Regions from separate parts of the Danio rerio genome. Here regions 2 and 3 are each linked to region 1. The links are chromatin contacts, called in public Hi-C and HiCAR-type maps. All regions are on one chromosome and are shown on one strand. Each heading gives the region's core, a stretch centred on a gene start, on an enhancer-like site or on the middle of the called end of the contact. The rest is flanking DNA. Distances are from core to core; before and after follow the strand shown.

Region 1 (3,180 bases), core at 169-2,668:
CACATTTTAGTTCAATTTCAGTGTGTCTCAAAATAGCACAGTTGAGTGCACTTAGATGGTATTAAGTTTATCTTAACATATACTTAATACTATCTTTTAGTACATTAAGTACAAAATTAGTGTGCGAAAATAGAGCACTTATAGTACATTACAGAAAAGTGTACTAAGTATACTTAAATAAAGTGCATTTTAGTGCACTTCTTTTTTTTTTACCTGGGATAATGTGTGTACAAAGAAAACAGCATATGTGCTTCATCAAAACACTTTAATCTTTTTTGTGCAATAAACCACAAGTCCAAAAAATACCTTAGGGGACAGAACAAAAACTTAGCAAAAAACTGAGAACACAAAAATATAAATATATGCAACATTACAGCACATATATGAATTGTAAAGACATTTTGGGAAAATGTACTTCTACTTAAAATTACTTAAAAACTTAAAATTACCACACTCAAAATCAATTTAAGTGTTAGTGATAATATTGCATTCACATTAAGTGTACTTAAGTACAACTTTTGGGAAAATGTACTTCTACTACAATACATTACAAATAGATTTTTTATATATTAACTTATTTTAAACTTAGGATTAGTATGTAAACAGTGTACTTAAATCAACTAATGTTTAAAGCATTTAAAGCACACTTTTGAAAAACACACTAATAAAAGTCTTTTGGATGTTTTTCTGTAGTGTACTTTATTGTAGTACACTAAAAAATTATTTAAGTATTACTGGTATTTGGTATACTTTTGTCAAGTGTACTAAAGTCCTACTGAAGTATAAACATACTTTTAATTAGTATATTTATAGTGTAAAACCATCAAACTTTTATTTAACACAAAAAAACAAAAAACAATGTACTAAAAATGTATTTGCGGGTATTTAAGTGTATTTTAGTTGCATTTAGTTATATATTTTTTTCACCTGGGTAAACAATCCTCCCTAAAGCACACAACTTTCCTCCTAAAATATGCATTTAAATGGTTTATTAATCATTTGCTTACATGCAGTATAATTTTTCTCGTCTAATGTGTGTTTCTCTGTTGCAACACATGCTCCATGCCAATTTGCCAAAGATAACGATATCAATATATTTAATCTCAATGCATTTCTTTGGAAACTTCTTTGCACAATCTGTTTCAGCATAGAGAATGTCTTTAATCTGGCTTGACCGTTTCTTAATTACTACACAAAGTAAACTGGGGCATTTATACTTTATGCTTTCTCTCTGACAATTTTTTATGTTTTCTTTCATTATTATTATTATTATTATTATTATTATTATTATTATTATTATTATATCCTTAACAAAATATAATTGATGAGTGATAATATGCAGCAAGTCTGTAAACAACTCATATGACGGCTCAGGCTATTTTGAACTCCTTGCATCTTTCAAACTCAAATAAGGCTACTTGGGGTTGTGCGTAGTCAACAGTCATTTTTCCTCTGTATTTTTCTATTCCACAATCCAAACTCCACTAAACCCATCTAATCCTAAAATAACATGCAGAGCATTTTAATTTCTATCCTTCGAAATGACCGTTGAAGTCTTGCTGACAGACGCCACCACGCGTCGTGCCACTGTAAACGTTTTTTTTACAGTTTATTTTGTGAAAAATATTCATACATAACAGCTTCTGTAATGAATATTAATCATATTTTGCTTTCCTAGACACTCGGTTGGAAGGTTACACATCAACGTCAGCGTAAAGATATTAATATTCATGAGGTAGGTCTCCGCCATAGAATCGTCACTGGTCCTGAACAACTCAATACTACTACTAACACCTTAGTAACTTTTCTCAGCAGCCTTTATTTTTTTTAAAACAAAGGCCATAGCATAGGATAATTATTAAAATTGATTTATCACAGATTTATCAACATCCTAAATGCGTTTGAAAAGATGCTGAATCCTTCATCAAACGGCGAGTCGTCTCATGTTGTGGTGAACTATGTTGAGGAGTACCTGGAGCTGGTTGAGTCTTTGCCTTTGGACCTACAAAGATGTGTGTCTCTTATGAAGGAAATAGACGCCAAATATCAAGGTGAGAGATTACAGACATTTCCACATGGCAGAAGTGTAAGCACAGTAACACTGCATTGTTTGAGCAACGGGTGTTAAATGTCACACTAGCTAGCTGGCTAGCGGCTAACTGTTAACGTTAGCACGTGAAACAGGCAAGTTTGAAACAGGCAATATTGCGAGTGTAAAGCTGCCCAGTTTATTAAGTATATTGAGTAAATGCATTTGCTATTGTTGTGCACATTATTTAGCGGTTTCTATGTAATCGCCACACATCCTGTTCGGATGGAGTCTGGCAGCGTCTAGCGCCACCAAACTTCCTGTTACAATAATCACGTAGCTTGAAATCACAACTGTGTGCTGATGTTGTGTGCTTTGAAAAAAAATCATAGAAACAGTATATACACAAACCATATTGTTAGCAACTCCGTGTAACGTTTCTGTCAAACGTGGTTGGGCATTAAGTTACTAGGAGTCACTACAGGGGCAATCTGATTTCACGAATTGTTTTTATAGTTAAAAAAGCTAGAAATCTCCTGCGGTTAGCTTTTTTACTGAGGGATTTGTTCATGTCATTAACGAGATTCTTTATTAATAAGATTGATTATAGTAGTAATTCACCCCAAAATAAAAGTTAATAATAATTACTCGCCCTCATGTCTGAGACCTTCATTCATCTCAGGAACACAAACTAAGATATTTTAGACAGTCCAGAAAAGGAAGTAAAACATTGCCAAAATTTTCTACGTGACTTCATCGGTTCAACTTTAGTCATATGAAGTTTCAAGAACACTTTGTGCTCTAAAAAAACATTGTCAGGTTGTTAGGGTCCATGTTTACTACAGTCAGTATGACATTGCTATTAGAGTCAGCAGTACAACATGTAAGCTTCGTATTGCCTGTAATACACCCTGATGCACACCCTAATTTAGCGCAGAAGACATAAGTAAAGTTGTTTTTACAAAAAATAAATAAATACAATGATAAAGTGTTCCTAGAGCTTCATTTGATTAACCGTTACAGTTGAATGTTTTGACATGAGATTGCAGGCCTGTTGCCAGCCTGGCCTAAGGGGTGTATTTTTTTTCCAAAATTGGACCTTTTTGCAATTGTACGCCTCATTTCCCATTTAATTATGAAATTTATATACT
Region 2 (3,140 bases), core at 465-2,964, 130 kb before region 1:
ATCACTTCCTTAGAAACCCCGGCCTGCTCGGCCCACAGAGACGTCTCTCTCTCCGTCACTGCTACAGAGGGAGATGACTGAAGGAAACTAGTGATAGTTATAAAGAGAGTACGTCTAGGGCATTAAAAGGACTCTTTGTAAAAGAAGCAAGAGAATGGAAACAATTTGTCATGAAGGGTCATGGGTCACTACTTCCACATTTTTCATTTCAAGAGCTTTCTCCTTTAAATAAACAGCACTCCAGTTATGAAAGGAGAAGTACATTCGAGGTTATCTGACACTAAAGTGGGAACAAAACCAGTTGAATATCTAGGACTCTCACTGACACTGCAGTCCTCAGCATTATGATATGCTTTAATTAATCATTATGAAAGAGCGTACAGATGGTACATGCAGCTCATATCAAACTACAAATGCTCCAGCTCAGTTCCCAAAACTTCCGCCTCTCACAAATGTAAGGGGTCAGATTCAAAGCACTGAGGTGTGATGTTATTTCCAAGGATTTTAGTTCCTCGCAACCTTGCTTTGCAAATATAATCCGCCAAATCCGAACGAAACAAACTGAAATGCTACAGGCTATGAGAGAAAGAATGTGCTGACGCTTTTGCACCCTGTATTAGCCTGCCACTGTTTGCATGAGTCCTCGAGCCAAACTATGGTGACAAAACAAGCCTAGGGATCAAATCAGATTGTGCTTCTTAGAGATTTTTCCTCCTTACAGACAGCCAGCTTCACGTGACTCTGCAGCCACATTGCTCTCGATTTCCACCCGTGCTAATTAAGTCGGAGATTTACACCCTGTATCCTTCTGTCCAGAAACACTTTCTACTTCTCTGTCCCACACATCATTTTGATTGATTTTTCATTGTCAAGCACACATTTTGGAGACAAATTAGTCTGATATAACGGTAAACCATAAAAGCCAAGCAATTTAATTATTAATTACTTTAATTTCAAGTAACCCAACCTATAGTCAAATAAAGCAATTCCTGGTAGCCTGCCAAAATATTTAACAGTGCACTGAAGTGGCTAGATGCAACTGATAAAGTAACTTCGGGCTATTTATACATTGCATGCAATCCAGATGTACTTCCAGGGAAAAGCACCTCACCATATGCCTAACCAACACTTAAGACACTCACTCACTTCTAAACCACACTTTCTCAATGTCATCGAGCAAGCTTAAAATTAAATACACAAGAATCCCTCAATTTAACAGACATTAATCCAGGGATTTCATCGGGCTAGTCTTTGCAATTATGACATCATTCATTTTAAAAATCCCATCATTTACCTGATAGAGCTTTATGATGTGAGGGTGATTAAGCAGCTTCATAATCTGAACCTCCCTGTAGATCTTCTCCAAATTAGCAGAGTTCAGTCTTGTTTTATCAATTATTTTAATCGCAACCTGCATGAAAATGAAATAAAATGTGGTTACTTAATGCAGAATGTATTGTGCAGTACTGTTAATAATAATATTAATAATTTAATAAAAACAAAATAACAAATTTACAAATGATTTACAAATAGTATGCGTTGCATAATGCAAGAAACTTGCCTGTGTTTTCGTTACTTTGTGTCTGGCTAGTTTCACCACAGCAAAGTTCCCCTTGCCGAGGGTTCTGATGATCTCGTAGAAGCCGACTTGAAGAGGCCTCGCCTGGGCACAGCTTGAGTGAGAGCCCGTCCTGCTGTCCGTCATGATCACCATGATGCCGGTGTTTGTGTGTGCTTAAGCGCAGCGATACCTTTAAATGATCTGCAATAGACCAGAAACACGAAATTATAAACGTGCATGAATATTATGGAAGTTCATGAACATATTCAGAGGGAGAATAAAAATTATTATCTATTGATTCTCATAAACACATGCAATCCAATCACAAGCTTCACAAAACACGTATTGATTTATAAAGCAATCCCCTGATAAATCTAAACATTTATTTAAAATATATTAAAATACACTTTCAGCATTTTATTTTTTATATATGAAAATGAACTAACAAATAGTACAATACTATAAACTTCAGACTGAACACGAACAAGTAAACGCAGCGCGCACTGTTCACATATGTCCTTGAAATTCTGTCAGATGCCATTAAATCAAACAAATAAAAAAAAATATTGCTATACAATTACAAAGTCTACATATATGATTAATCAATAAAACAAATGAATATAAAAAACAAATATAAGCCGCTCTTACCTTTAACTCGCGAATAATTTCCACCTCCTTCCACAGCACAAATGGTTTTTACATTTGCATTTACAAGTCATTCCTCGTGCCAACCGTGAAGGAAACTTATGTTTGTTTGTTGGCTATCTTGATGATAATTCATATGTACAGCGATATACACTTTTGGCGGAGCGCGCGACTATGTACAAGGTGCCGCTCCGGCCAGTGCGCTTCTGCTGGCATGAGAGAAGCGCTGCTGGCTCCTGGTGTGTTCGGTGACTCCGCCTCCTCCCCCTCTGCTATAACAAACTGATACCCGCCTCATTAACGTCATACTCGCGTCAGAGCTCGGAGCGGAGCGGGGCGCGAGGCCGGGCGAGCGCACAAGGCACAAGTTGCCGGGCAACAGTGCGGGCTCGTCGTATGGTGACGCCAGTGCTGATGGAGGGGTTGCTTGGTGATGAGGCCGATGACGCCAGTGGCAGAGATGTGTCGCCGCTCTCAAGCTGTTGTGTGTGCTGTGTTGAGGCTCTCAGAGTCTCTGCTCCACCTGCTGGAAGGCATGCGGACTCTGAAGGCTTCATGAGGAAAAAAAACACAGAGCTATGATTCTAATGAGAGTGCATGTTTGCTTTGGAGAAATGGTGTAATAGAAATAGCCTACACCGTAAGAAAATGCTGGGTTCCACACAATTTCTTCAGGTTGTCACAACACAACTTAATCGTTTATACAAGTTTAAGTGGATTGAACATAAAACAATTAAGTTGTCACAAAAAACAACATAAGAACTGTATTGCTTTAACTCATTTTAAATAAGTAGTTTGAACAAGCATTAAAGTACTTTTTGAGTGTATGCATTAACCATTTTTATTTATTCATTCATTTACTTATTTATTTATTAATTTATTTATTTATTGTCAGCTGACATATCTGCACATGTTGTTAAAAGGGACTTGATTT
Region 3 (2,848 bases), core at 7-2,506, 170 kb before region 1:
CAGTGGGCAGATTTGGCCAGGATGCCGGGGTTAAACCCCTACTCTTTTTCGAAGGACATCCTGGGATGTCTGTAATACTGTACTGTAATTTACTGTATATAGGGCTACATTTTCAGAATGAGCCTATGGTGCATTATTTTTATATGACATAAATATTGGTGGCATTAACGTGCTGTGTCTTATCACCTGATAAAAAAAAATTGCCATTAATCTATTCTCAAAGTTGCGTTGGGAGCTGGGTCTATTTTACGCAAGCTAAGGTGACTTTCACCTCGATATTTTATCGCGGATGTATACCTGACCGGTGATTCGTCTGACAAACAAGTGCCCTTCTGAATCAAATCAGCAGGACGCCCTTCTGGATTTTTCACTTTCACTTACTTTGAAGACACTAGGCTTACATGGACATCTGTAGTTAGTTATTTGCCTTAGACAATAATATAATTAAGGTGTTTACATCTCATTAAATGTAATTTTCTGTTCATCACCATAAATTATAGAACAGTTTCTCAAGCAGTTTGTGATACTTTGTGGAAACAGGAGATGAGCCCCTGGTCTAATGTGCCACCTGGCTTGAGAAACCCATTCTCAAAGACATTATTTGGGAAGCGCACACATTTTCTGAATGCCTTCGGCAGTATTCAAATGAGCCATTTTAATCTAGATGAATTCCAAAGTTACCGTAAGATTAATCTTGATTTAAAAAATAATCTATGCGCACCTATAAATATAACTACATATTTTTTTTTTTTCTATTTCACATCAGTTTTGAAGCATTATTTTTATGGTCAAAAAATTCTAGAGTTCAGTTAAACTCTATCAGGTCAATTAATCCAGTTGACAATTGCTAACAAAAGACTTTAATTTAAGTGACTCGTTTTTGTACACTGCTGTATATTTCCTTTCCTGTTCGGTTATCAACCGGTCCGTTTTGTTAATTCAGCTCTCTGTTTCTGTCAATGTTTTTATAGTTTGATAAAAATGCAAACACCTACAAGTATGAAAATAAACGACGCGCTCTTTGCGTCATCGACGAGTTTTTCGATTACATAAACAAAGGCTGTTTATTGTCACTTTAGTGTGTAACCTGATCATGTTCATCAAGCTGTGTGTTATCTAACTTGTGTTTTCCTATGCGGAGAGAGAGAGAGAGAAAGAGAGAGAAGTTCATTCCTGTGAGATACGACACTGTCTCGCACAGCGCTTTGAATTTTAATAGCTCGGTGTGGGAAGGCCTTAAGTGCACTCACACATGGATGACATCACAGGTCCCACGGTGCTTTGCTGTCGGCGGCACAAACAGAGGTGACAGTCGGTGCAAACAAGGCAGAATAAAACCCAAGGCTCAGCAACAGACATCGGCTCCTTGACCCAAAATCACTGGAGGCAATGAGGTCGCTTCCCTTCTACTAACTGCGCAGCTGTTTATCTCCTAAGTAAACATTCTGGACTATACATTTGACACACTGCCAAAATTAGATGAGCGTGACGTGACGTATCTTAGGCTTGTGCCCTTTTTTCCGCCAAGGAAGCCATTTGACATTCAGTGGAGCACGATTACAAATCCTATCTCCCATGACCACATTCTTAGAAGGAAAAGGAGTCTGCAAAACTCCTCACAGACAAAATAACAGACTATATTGACGCTTCTGGTTTTAAACATCTTGTATTCTGTTACCTCACATATAGGCAATTTTTGGGGTGGTAGTGATTGGAGAGTGTAAAGAGTGTGTAAAAGTGTAAAATTCCAGTAATAGCAATTTTATTTGGAATAGCAAAAATGTTGTAATAATGTTGCTTGGTGTTGCATTTTATATTATATAAGTACAAATATGGTTTAATGAAGAGTTATTTTTAAATCCAGTAAACATTGAGAATGGATAATGACTGGTCTAGTAAGTTCACAAATTCTTTATAATCTTTTTGAATGATTTTTGTGAAAAAAATGAATGTTTAGGTAATATTCTGAGAAGAGACATTGGAGAGATTAACGGAGTGTCCGCAGTGAGTCTTCTGTGTGTGAATAAACATTTACTGATTGTGAGTGGCAGTATATATCTGCTCTACATGTTGAATATGCAAGAGAGAATCTGATAATGACATTTTTTTTTATTTGAAAATAGTCTATTTATATGTAGTCAATGACAGAGTGCAAGAATATGTGTATAGCATAATTATTCACCTCATAATTTCATTTAGAAATTATTCAGAATTGTGCATAGTTGTATTCTAATGTCATCACTGTCTTTTGCATTGGACCAGGACCATGGCCTCTTCTCAAAAGCCCTCCATACCCCATTTATTTATATTATTTGTTATAAATAAATATATAAATATATTTAGATTTATTTTAAATAAAAAAGGTACTATTATAATTGTTGGTATTATTATTATTATTATTATTATACAATAAATATTGTGTGAATAAAGTTCTTTGCAAATTGATGCATTTTTCATAAGAAAAACACGTTTATAAACCGTTTTGTGTAACTTCCTGTGAGCAGCAGCCATTAACAACTTCTACTTTTGAGACTGATTTAAGTCAAAAACCTGATGTGTGCGGCGGAAGACAAGCAAGTTCGTCGAAAGTTTTCTGTGGCAAAGAATGCCTCTCCTGTATTGGCCTCTTCAGCCACCAACGACGCTGTCTCAGACAATCAGTATTGCCTCAAGATAAGAATAAGGATACATAATGCATGGTCAACACTGACCGATACCACCACTGAATAGACAGGAAGGCAATTTTTGTCTCTCTTATCTGTGCATGCAGTTCACACTAGATTTGACTGGAAGAAAGGGTGCCTTGAGTAAATGAGTAAATTATGGGTTTAGTAAATCACAGATTAGA

Evidence for each region. A called contact is a pair of places that touch in the nucleus more often than the background predicts. HiCAR-type assays count read pairs that join an accessible place to other places.
Region 2: a Hi-C map of hematopoietic stem cells shows a contact between it and region 1, with 5 times the contacts expected there. The contact joins the promoter of sik1 here to the promoter of ing1 in region 1. A contact is called at or near these places in 5 of 18 Hi-C or Micro-C datasets (caudal fin, embryo, hematopoietic stem cells and 1 more) and 2 of 4 datasets of contacts at active chromatin or transcription factors (caudal fin and embryo).
Region 3: a contact with region 1 is called in a HiCAR-type map of caudal fin, with 11 times the contacts expected there. The contact joins the enhancer-like site here to the promoter of ing1 in region 1. A contact is called at or near these places in 4 of 18 Hi-C or Micro-C datasets (caudal fin, embryo, hematopoietic stem cells and 1 more) and 1 of 4 datasets of contacts at active chromatin or transcription factors (caudal fin).

The regions. Positions count from the first base shown.
Region 1 is chr9:9,063,959-9,067,138 of GRCz12tu, reverse strand. It overlaps ing1 (inhibitor of growth family, member 1), which reads left to right and starts at 1,418. Exons shown (of 4, transcript NM_001040356.1): 1 at 1,418-1,589; 2 at 1,679-1,735; 3 at 1,879-2,051. The coding sequence starts at 1,910.
Region 2 is chr9:9,197,934-9,201,073 of GRCz12tu, reverse strand. sik1 (salt-inducible kinase 1) reads right to left here and starts at 1,714. Exons shown (of 13, transcript NM_001126383.1): 1 at 1,558-1,714; 2 at 1,295-1,440. The coding sequence starts at 1,714.
Region 3 is chr9:9,233,614-9,236,461 of GRCz12tu, reverse strand. No RefSeq gene overlaps it. Among named protein-coding and RNA genes, the nearest start is that of sik1, 36 kb to the right of the region's middle. Within about 2 kb of position 1,256, at least 27 of the 62 cell types and tissues checked have an H3K27ac peak or open chromatin away from gene starts, as enhancers often do. A contact at or near this core is called in caudal fin, where this site is marked.